3 separate regions of the Mus musculus genome follow, and regions 1 and 2 are each linked to region 3. A link is a contact called in public ChIA-PET and HiChIP or PLAC-seq data. All regions are on one chromosome and are shown on one strand. The core of a region is the stretch at or near the end of the contact, and the rest is flanking DNA. Distances in the headings are between cores, read along the strand shown.

What was found. ChIA-PET counts read pairs in DNA pulled down with a chosen protein or histone mark. HiChIP or PLAC-seq counts read pairs in DNA pulled down with a chosen protein or histone mark.
Region 1: an H3K4me3 HiChIP or PLAC-seq map of bone marrow-derived macrophages shows a contact between it and region 3, with 3 times the contacts expected there. The contact joins the promoter of Lrrc2 here to the promoter of Elp6 in region 3. A contact is called at or near these places in 5 of 39 promoter capture datasets (cranial neural crest, frontonasal cranial neural crest, liver and 2 more), 3 of 115 datasets of contacts at active chromatin or transcription factors (bone marrow-derived macrophages, embryonic stem cells and pancreatic cancer cells) and 1 of 9 other capture datasets (liver).
Region 2: a contact with region 3 is called in an RNA polymerase II ChIA-PET map of memory CD8 T cells, with 5 read pairs. The contact joins the promoter of Als2cl here to the promoter of Elp6 in region 3. A contact is called at or near these places in 1 of 484 Hi-C or Micro-C datasets (embryonic stem cells), 2 of 115 datasets of contacts at active chromatin or transcription factors (memory CD8 T cells and pancreatic cancer cells) and 1 of 9 other capture datasets (macrophages).

What each region holds. Positions count from the first base shown.
Region 1 is chr9:110,950,164-110,952,863 of GRCm38.p6, forward strand. Lrrc2 (leucine rich repeat containing 2) reads left to right here and starts at 1,382. Exons shown (of 9, transcript NM_028838.2): 1 at 1,382-1,513.
Region 2 is chr9:110,878,839-110,881,538 of GRCm38.p6, forward strand. Als2cl (ALS2 C-terminal like) reads left to right here and starts at 1,336. Exons shown (of 27, transcript NM_001146059.1): 1 at 1,336-1,391. Tmie (transmembrane inner ear) reads right to left here and starts at 1,235. Exons shown (of 6, transcript NM_146260.3): 1 at 432-1,235.
Region 3 is chr9:110,303,670-110,306,485 of GRCm38.p6, forward strand. It overlaps Elp6 (elongator acetyltransferase complex subunit 6), which reads left to right and starts at 1,523. Exons shown (of 7, transcript NM_001081381.1): 1 at 1,523-1,680. The coding sequence starts at 1,627.

The DNA.
Region 1 (2,700 bases), core at 132-2,631, 650 kb after region 3:
AGGGAGGCCAGAAGAGGGCATAGCATCCCCTGAAACTTGAGTTGCAGGTGGTTAAAAACCTGCATAAGTGCTGGAAATCAAACCCAGGTCCTCTGCAAAAGCAACAAGTCTTCTAAACTGCTGAGCCAGCTCTTCAGCTTTCCAACCCCACCTTGTGTTTTGAGACTGGGCCTCCTACCTAACCTGGAGTTCACTGATTCGCTGGGCCAAGAGGAGCGAGAAGCTTCAGGGATCTCTGCCTCTGCTCCCTTAGAGCTGCGGTTATAGAAGCAAGACCATGCCTGGCTTTATGTCATTGTTGAGGATCACACTGACTGGCCTTATGTATATATAAGTTTAAATTTTCTAGAAGTCATCCAACATAGCACAGAGAAACATTAAGGGAAAATTAACATTAATATTATATTTTGTTTAACCCAATATGTCCCTAATATATCAGTAAACCAGTGAATTAATAGTGAGATGTGGTTACCTTTTTAAAATATTAAGTTTTTAAAATTTAGTGTTATTTTGTGAGGCATGAGGGTATTAGATTCTCTGGAACTGGGGTTACAAACAGTTGAAAACTGCCATGTGGGTGCTGGGAATTGAACCCGGGTCCTCTGGAAGAGCAGCCAATCCTCTTAACCACCAAGCCATCTCTCCAGCTGCTAAAATTAAGTTTTTGATGCAGATATTTTATGACAGTTGATCTCAGGTCAGCTTAGTATATTGGCCACTTTTATTAACATTTTTATTATATTTGGCTGACTTGAGTATTTACTTTGTGTACATGCGTGTACGTGTGAGGACCTGTGTGTGTGCCACAGTGAATGTGTGAGGTCAGGAGACAGCTTGAGAGAGTCGCTCTTCTCCTTCCATCATGTGGGTCCCAGTAGTCATATTCCACCTGGTGCCTCTGGCCTCCGAGTCATCTGACTGGCCCTTAGTGAACTTTGTGGTTAGTCATGTTGTGTGCACAGTCAGGAACTAGAGAGAAGGCTAGTATTCCTAGTGACTTAGTGTCCGGGATGTTGCCACTGCCACTCACAGTCAGAATAGGGCTTTTCTACTCAGTTAAACACCCTCACAGATACCCCAGCAGAGCCTTCCTTAGGGGATTCTAAATCCAGTCAAATTCACAGTGAAGATGAACCCTCCAGTGCTCCGTAGCTGGGGCTGCTGCGTAGCACATTTGCACACCGTGAGGACCATCAGTAGCCCAGGTTGGCCGGAGTTTTAGCCTGCAGATGTGAGGCCACAAGCCAGGAGCCCTTGCCGCTTGCTCTCCCACCAGCGAGAACCATTTAGTAATGTCCATGGAGATGGAAGGCGGTGTTTATAACATTCATTCTTCTCTACATACATCGTGAAGGGAGGGAGGTCAGGTGAGGGACATCAGGGATTTTCCTGGAAGAAAGCTTTGCTGGGCGTTCATGTGACTCATGTTCCAGTAAGAGCCGCAGTCTCGGATGACCTGAGTAGAGCAGGGTTATCTGGATGTGCTTGTGGGTGGAACCCCTTTGGAAGGGAGGTAGGTAAGGGTGGGTGTATCCTCGCAGAGACGTAGAACTTCTGTGTGTGGATGATGTTTCATCAGAGACTGTGAGCCGAGCCGGATGCTAAACACAGTAGTTCTCAACCTTCCTAATGCTACAACCCTCATGCTGTGGTGACCCCCAGCCATACAGTTATTTTGTTGCTACCTCATATCTGTAATTTTGCTACAGTTATGAATTGTAACACAAATATCTGTGTTTTCGAATGGTCTTAGATGATCCCTGTGAAAGGATTGCACTATCCCTTTGGGGGTTACGACCCACAGGTTGAGAAACATTGCCTTAAAAGGTATTACTCTCTTGGATTCCAGCTCGTCATGCGGAAGCTGTGTTATCAGTGTATATTTTGAGCAGTTTGTGGTTTTGAGGACACTTGGGGAAGTGAATACCACAGGGCACAGGCCTACCTGGTACATCCTGGAAGCTTGGAAACTGCAAAATGTGTGTGTGTGTGTGTGTGTGTGTGTGTGTGTGTGTGTGTGTGTGTGCGCGCGCGCGCGCGCGCGTGTGTTGACAGGGTCTTATATAGCATTTAGGATAGCCTTGAACCTCTGACTCTTCTGCCATTACCACCTGAGAGCTAGGATCACAGGTGTGCCCTGCTTGCCCTCCCTCCACATGGAAGGTCTTTTTGGATATGCCACCCAGTGATGTGGCAATCTGTACAAGTGAGTTTAGTGCAGCACCAATTCCTTACATAAACGTGAACACATTTTGTATTTTAAAATACCTTCGACTGAGCATCAAAGGCAGTCTCAAAACATGTGGAAACACCGACCCTAGGACCCTGCCCTGGAGTTAGGACCTGAGGTGCTTGGTCGGGTTGTGTCAGTGAGGAGCTGTCCTGGCTACCTCTGTGCCAGACTATGCTAATTCCTGCTTCTTACCACGTGGTCATGAGCCAGCACTGTTGGCATCCGGTAAAGCTTATTAAAGATATAGCTATCAGGCTCTGTAGTTGAGCCAGAACCTGGCAGCTTGGTGTAAAGTTTGGCAGATGAAACATAGGCTACTCAGTATGATGTAAATTTCAGATTAATGACAAATTATTATTTTTAGTGTAAGTGTATTCTCAAAATAGTATTATTGTTGCAATGTTAGGGATTGAATCCAGGGCATCCTGCACATCAGGCAGTGCTAAGAGTAAAGGGTGTGAGACCAC
Region 2 (2,700 bases), core at 86-2,585, 570 kb after region 3:
GGTACTCACTGGGCACTCAGTCTAGTCTATGTGGTTAGGTGAAGGCCTATGAGAGGCTGTCTCAAAAAAAAAAAAAAGCACCAGAGGAGACACAGCCAAACATCACACACACACACACACACACACACACTCACACACTCACACACTCCTGCATGGATATACATACACATCATACATGAAAAAAAAAAAAAAGAACCTGTAATACATTTATCTTTTAAAAAAGTATTTACAAGAAAGAAAGAAAAGGCTGGAAGGAAGGAGATGTTTTGGCCGAGTGGAGAGGGAAGAAGAGGCTCGGGAGGGTTCTTGACGATGGAGAGACCAAGATTGGAGCAGGGAAGTGAACAAGAGCAGCAACCGCGGTAGGGTTCTTGGGCAACAAACTTGGAGCCTGCCACTGTAGGGCAGATTGGCAGAACTTAAATGCTCACCAGAAAGCACCCCAAGGGAGCCAGGGATGCTGAAGTTGGCAGGCCCCTTCTGAGAAACTCTTAGAAGTCTCTTTTCTCTCTGGCAGAATGCATGGAGGCTGTCCAAAACTTGGGTAGGGGGCAGGTGGACTATCCTTGCTCTTTCACAGCTGTCTCCTCCCCAGGCTTCTCTCTGTACTCAGGCTTGGAAGGCTTAGAAGCAACTCAGCCAGGCTAGTCAGCAGCTCCTAGAGGCCGGGTGCCACTGCAGGTGGAGGGGTGACTTGCTTGCTGGCCAAAAGGGAGCCCGGCAGCTGGACAGCAGGCCTCTTTGTTACAGGTTTGAACCATGGTCCCTCCTCCTTCCAAGACTTTGGTTTGGAACTGCGCTGCTCTTTCCAAGGTCGAAGGCTTTGGCACAGGAAACTGGCCAGCTTCAGGCTGTACCCGGAATGAATGCAGGGGGCCTCCTTCAAGGTTACACACAGCAGTAGCTGCTACCAAAGCATGCCCAGTTCAGGGTCTTCGGATCATCATGGCCAACTGCTCTAAGCAACAAGTTTCCCGAATCTACCCAGGGCTCCTTCGCGGGTGTGTGAGGGTGAGGGGGGGGGGGTGCCCAGTGACCCAAAGGGGGTCGGCAAGATTTCAGAGCTACAGCCTGGGCAGAGTTGGTGGGTAAGGAAATCGGGGTGGCCCCAGGCACTGCCTGCCGTCCTCGGATCTGGAGAGGGAGGTAAAAGGCGAAAGACAGCCAGGGTGCGATCCTGGGGAGCTCGCGGACCGACCGAAGGGGAGCTTTCGCAGTCTGGCGGGAGAGGCTCTGGGAGAGAGTTGTTGGCTTGGGGACATTCCGAGGCCGAGCCCCGCCTCCTCGGAGACGCCCCCGCGCGAACAACACCTCGGGGCGGGGCGCGGAGAGGAAGGGCGGCCCGGCGCGGAGCTGCGCGGCCACTCGGGGCACCGCGGCGCAAAGCGCAGGTAAGAGCGCGCGTCGGTGGGCGGGGTCCGCTGCCCCACGAGCTCAGCTGCGGGTGGGGGCTCTCTCCTCCTCCCGCTGCCATGGTCACGAGCCCTCCATCTTCGGTCTCAGCTTCCTCCTCCCGGTCCCGTGGCCGCCCGGCTCCGGTTTAAACGCAGCGCGGGGTCCAACCCCTAGCAGCAGTGCGGAGCGCGAGCACCGTGCCCTGCGTCCAGGCCAGAACCCAGGTGCGAGTTTATCACCCAGAGGGAGAGAGGCTGCCAGGAGCAGGTGACCTGGCTGGTCAGGGCGGAAGGGCTGACAGAGAAGCCGAAAAGGTGGTGTTGCCTGCCTGGGAGGAGCCTAGACGGATGTCCGAATGTTGGAGCAGAGTAGTTTGGAACTGACTAATGCAGTCGGGAAAAGCTAATGCGGAGACTGGGAGGCATGTAGGGCAAGAGAGGCAGAGAAGGGGCTGAAGACTGGAGGGCCCGTGTGACAGTTTTGTGCACTTGCCTGGAGCACTTTCTCCACTGCCCACCGGGCATGTAGGTTGATTAATGGGCCTCTAGCATAGTCCAGGAAAAGCAGAAATAAGGTCCATGCCACTCCAGATCAGGAAATACCAGAGTGAGTGCCATGCTAGGGTGCGGCTTAAGGGGCCTGAGGGGCCAGAACTGGGTGAGGGCAGGGAAGGCCCCAGTGACCCTGCTTGGGAGCGATCTGGTGTGGACAGAGGCCAAGAATGCAAGGGAAAGGTCTAGCTACTGTTTAGATGGCCACAAGGACAATAGCTGAGTCACCTGTGCACCCAGCTTAACTTTTTTGGCCTCACCCTGCAGCTTTTGAACCAAGTCTACCCGGGGTGAGAAGGGAGGCTGGGCCCTACTAGGAATGCTGGGTGTACCTCAGTGAGTCACCCAGCACCTCTGAGCCACTTAGTTCTCGTGAGCCTGTTAGGGCTGGGAGTGAGGGGCCTGGGTCTGAGCTCTGCACCTGATCTACAGATAGTATCTCTACACCCTCCTGGACTTTCCATGCCTCAAATTCACCGTTTGCACAGCCTGCCACTCAGGACCCCAGAGTTGGCAGGAGGGAGAGTATGAGGAAGCCGTGTTGTTGACCAGAGGGCTATGGGATGGGTGCTGGGCCCAGGGCTAGAGAGAATATTCTTGCTGGCTCATACTCTCAAACACTCGTGTCTGGCCTTTTACTCACGACACCGCTTCTAGCTCCTAGCTGGGAGACTTCTATATCAGACTCCAGATGTAGCCTTCCTGGGCCACCTTTACCATCCATGTTTAATGTCTGCCCTTTCCTCTGGTGATG
Region 3 (2,816 bases), core at 273-2,772:
TTTGTTGTGTTTTTGTTTTGTTTTGTTTTTGTTTTTCTGTATAGATCTGGCTGTCCTAGAATTTGATCTGTAGATCAGGCTGGTCTCGAATTCAGAGATCTGACTGCTTCTGTTTCTTTTTTTTTTTTTAAAGATTTATTTATTATTATATGTAAGTACACTGTAGCTGTCTTCAGACACACCAGAAGAGGGAGTCAGATCTTGTTATAGATGGTTGTGAGCCACCATGTGGTTGCTGGGATTTGAACTCTGGACCTTCAGAAGAGCAGTCGGGTGCTCTTACCCACTGAGCCATCTCACCAGCCCTGCTTCTGTTTCTTAAGTGCTGAAATTAAAGGTATGTGCCACCACCACTAGCTTATATTTCTTTCTTCCTCTTCTTCCTCCTCCTCCTCTTTTTTGTTTGTTTGCTTGCTTGTTTTTTCGAGATGGGGTTTCTGTGTTCGCCTGGCTAGCCTGGATTCACTTTGTAGACCAGGATGGCCTCATACTGCCAGAGATCTGCCTGCCTCTGCCTCCTGAACACTAGGATTAAAGGTGTGCCCCATAACGCCCAGTTCCATTATTTTTATTTTTTAGAGGTAGTTTCACAAAGCTCAGACTTGCTGGCAACCCTCCTGCCTAAGCCTCCTGACAGCTGAGATCACAGATGTTGGCAGCATGCTTTTTATGTTGTTTTTGATGCTAGGAAAGAACTCTTCAACTGACCTGTATCCCTCTGACTTTTCTTTTTTGTTCTTTTATTGTTTTAGCAGAAGGCCGAGGAGGGCCTTGCTTATTTAAAATAAAACTATGCATACGTTTTGATGGTATGTATAGGTGCACCACTTCTATGCTTGGTACCCTTGGAGGCCAGAAGAGGCTATCAGATTCCCTGGGACTGTAGTTACAGAGGGTTATAAGTTGCCAAGTGGATAATGAGAATCAAATTAGGGTCCTCTAAAATCTTCTGAGTCCCCTTAAATTTTTTTGTGTATATTGTGTGTGCATGTGCTGCAGAGCCCAGAAGAGGGCGTCGGGTCCCCTGGAGCTGGAGTTACAAGTAGAGCAACCCAATGTGGGTGGTCTTCAGAGGGAGGAAGAAGAGCGTTTATTCCCTGAGCCATCTCTTTGGCCTCCTGGCTTCTGCTTTATACAAAAAGCTCTTCAGGATGTAATTCTGTGCTAGTAAGGTTTGTTCTCTCTTTTTGCGAAGATCCTGCAAACATTTCTCTATGTGTTCCATGTATCTAGCCCAAGTTTGTGAGCAATACACTAGGAAGACGTGGAGCAACTAAGACCCGGAGGTGCGGAGGGAGGGGGAGCAACGGAAAGAGAAAGCTCGCCTGCTCGTGCTAAATCGTGAGGGAGCACCAGCACTGTGTGGACCCGCACCTACTGAGAGCAGCACAATGGTCCATTGCCCGAATGAGAGATCGCTCTAAGGCTCAGCTTTACGAGCATACGTGCTCACGCGCTTGCGCAGCAGCAGCAGCAGCATCACAACCCCAAGCCTGATTGGCTGACTCGAGTCCGGCAGCGAGATCACGCATGCGCGCTTTCTCGCGCTCGCGAGCACGGTCTTGTGGGTGCTGTTCTTGGACCTTCATTCTTTCTGTAGAACCATAATTTTTATCCCAGTTCACGATGTTTCCGGAACTCAACAACCTTCTCAGCACCACCCCAGACAAGACCGAGCAGGTAAGATGTCGTGCGGACCGGAAGAGGGCAGGTCCCGGGAGCGTGCAGGATTGCATCCGGGACGCTGCGCGGTGGAGTAGGCGCGTCTGCCGTAAACCGAGGGCATCTGGGAGTTGTAGTCTGGAGAGGGCTCGCCGAGGCTGCAGTCGCATTCCTGGGCCTTTGGAAGATGGGTTTCTGGACTATCTTGCGTGTTCGCTTCCAGCCCCAGGACCATGTGCTCCGTGCCACACTGGCGCCCAAAGATGGTTGCAGAGCAGGCCCTAGAGGAGATCCTTTTATCTGTCCTGAATCTCCTTCCACCATGGAACATTTTACAGGTTGCACGGAACACTGCTTGCACTCTTCCTAGTTCTGATGATATCTGGTTGCAAAAAGGCCTCAGCATATTCCATCCCCTCTGTTTTTCCCAACCTCCTCACTCTCCATGGAACCTCGAAATGTCTTTCACATTTTCACTTAGGGGTTACCTCTCCCAGGAGTATATCTGTTTTATTCTGTAATTTGCAGCAAACACACCACATATGGAAAGCTTTAAATAGATCTTGTGGATTTTGGTTGTTTGGTTGCTTATTTGTTTTTTTTGTTTTTTGAGACAGGGTTTCTCTGTGTAGCTCTGGCTGTCCTGGAACTCACTCTGTAGACCAGGCTAGGCCTTGAACTCAAGAAATCTGCCTGTCTCTGCCTCCCAAGTGCTGGGATCAAAGGCGTGTGCCACCACTGCCCTGCGATCCTTCTGGGTTTTATTTGCCTAACAGTTCTTGACTGTTCAGACCTCCAGTTCTGACTACTTTTCTAGTTGCTAGGGCATTTCCCAGGTCCAGAGTGACAGCAGGAAGTGACCACTTTGGGTGGGAAATGTGTTTCAAGGCCAGGCAGTGTGATTTGGCATTTTATATTGGGGGGAGGGAGGAGAGGGACACAGCTGAAACCCAGAGGCATTGGACAGGTTTTCCCTAGGTTGGTACAGCATTGAGGTGGTGTGTGACAGCCCTTGGTCCCAATGTTGTCTGTTACTTACAGAACTACAGCAGGTAGTTAGGCAATGCAGAGACCATCTTCATAGGGCTTTCCAGCGATTGCTGTGATAAGAGTCCCGTCTGAACCACAGTCACTGGGAGATCTTTGTCATCAGA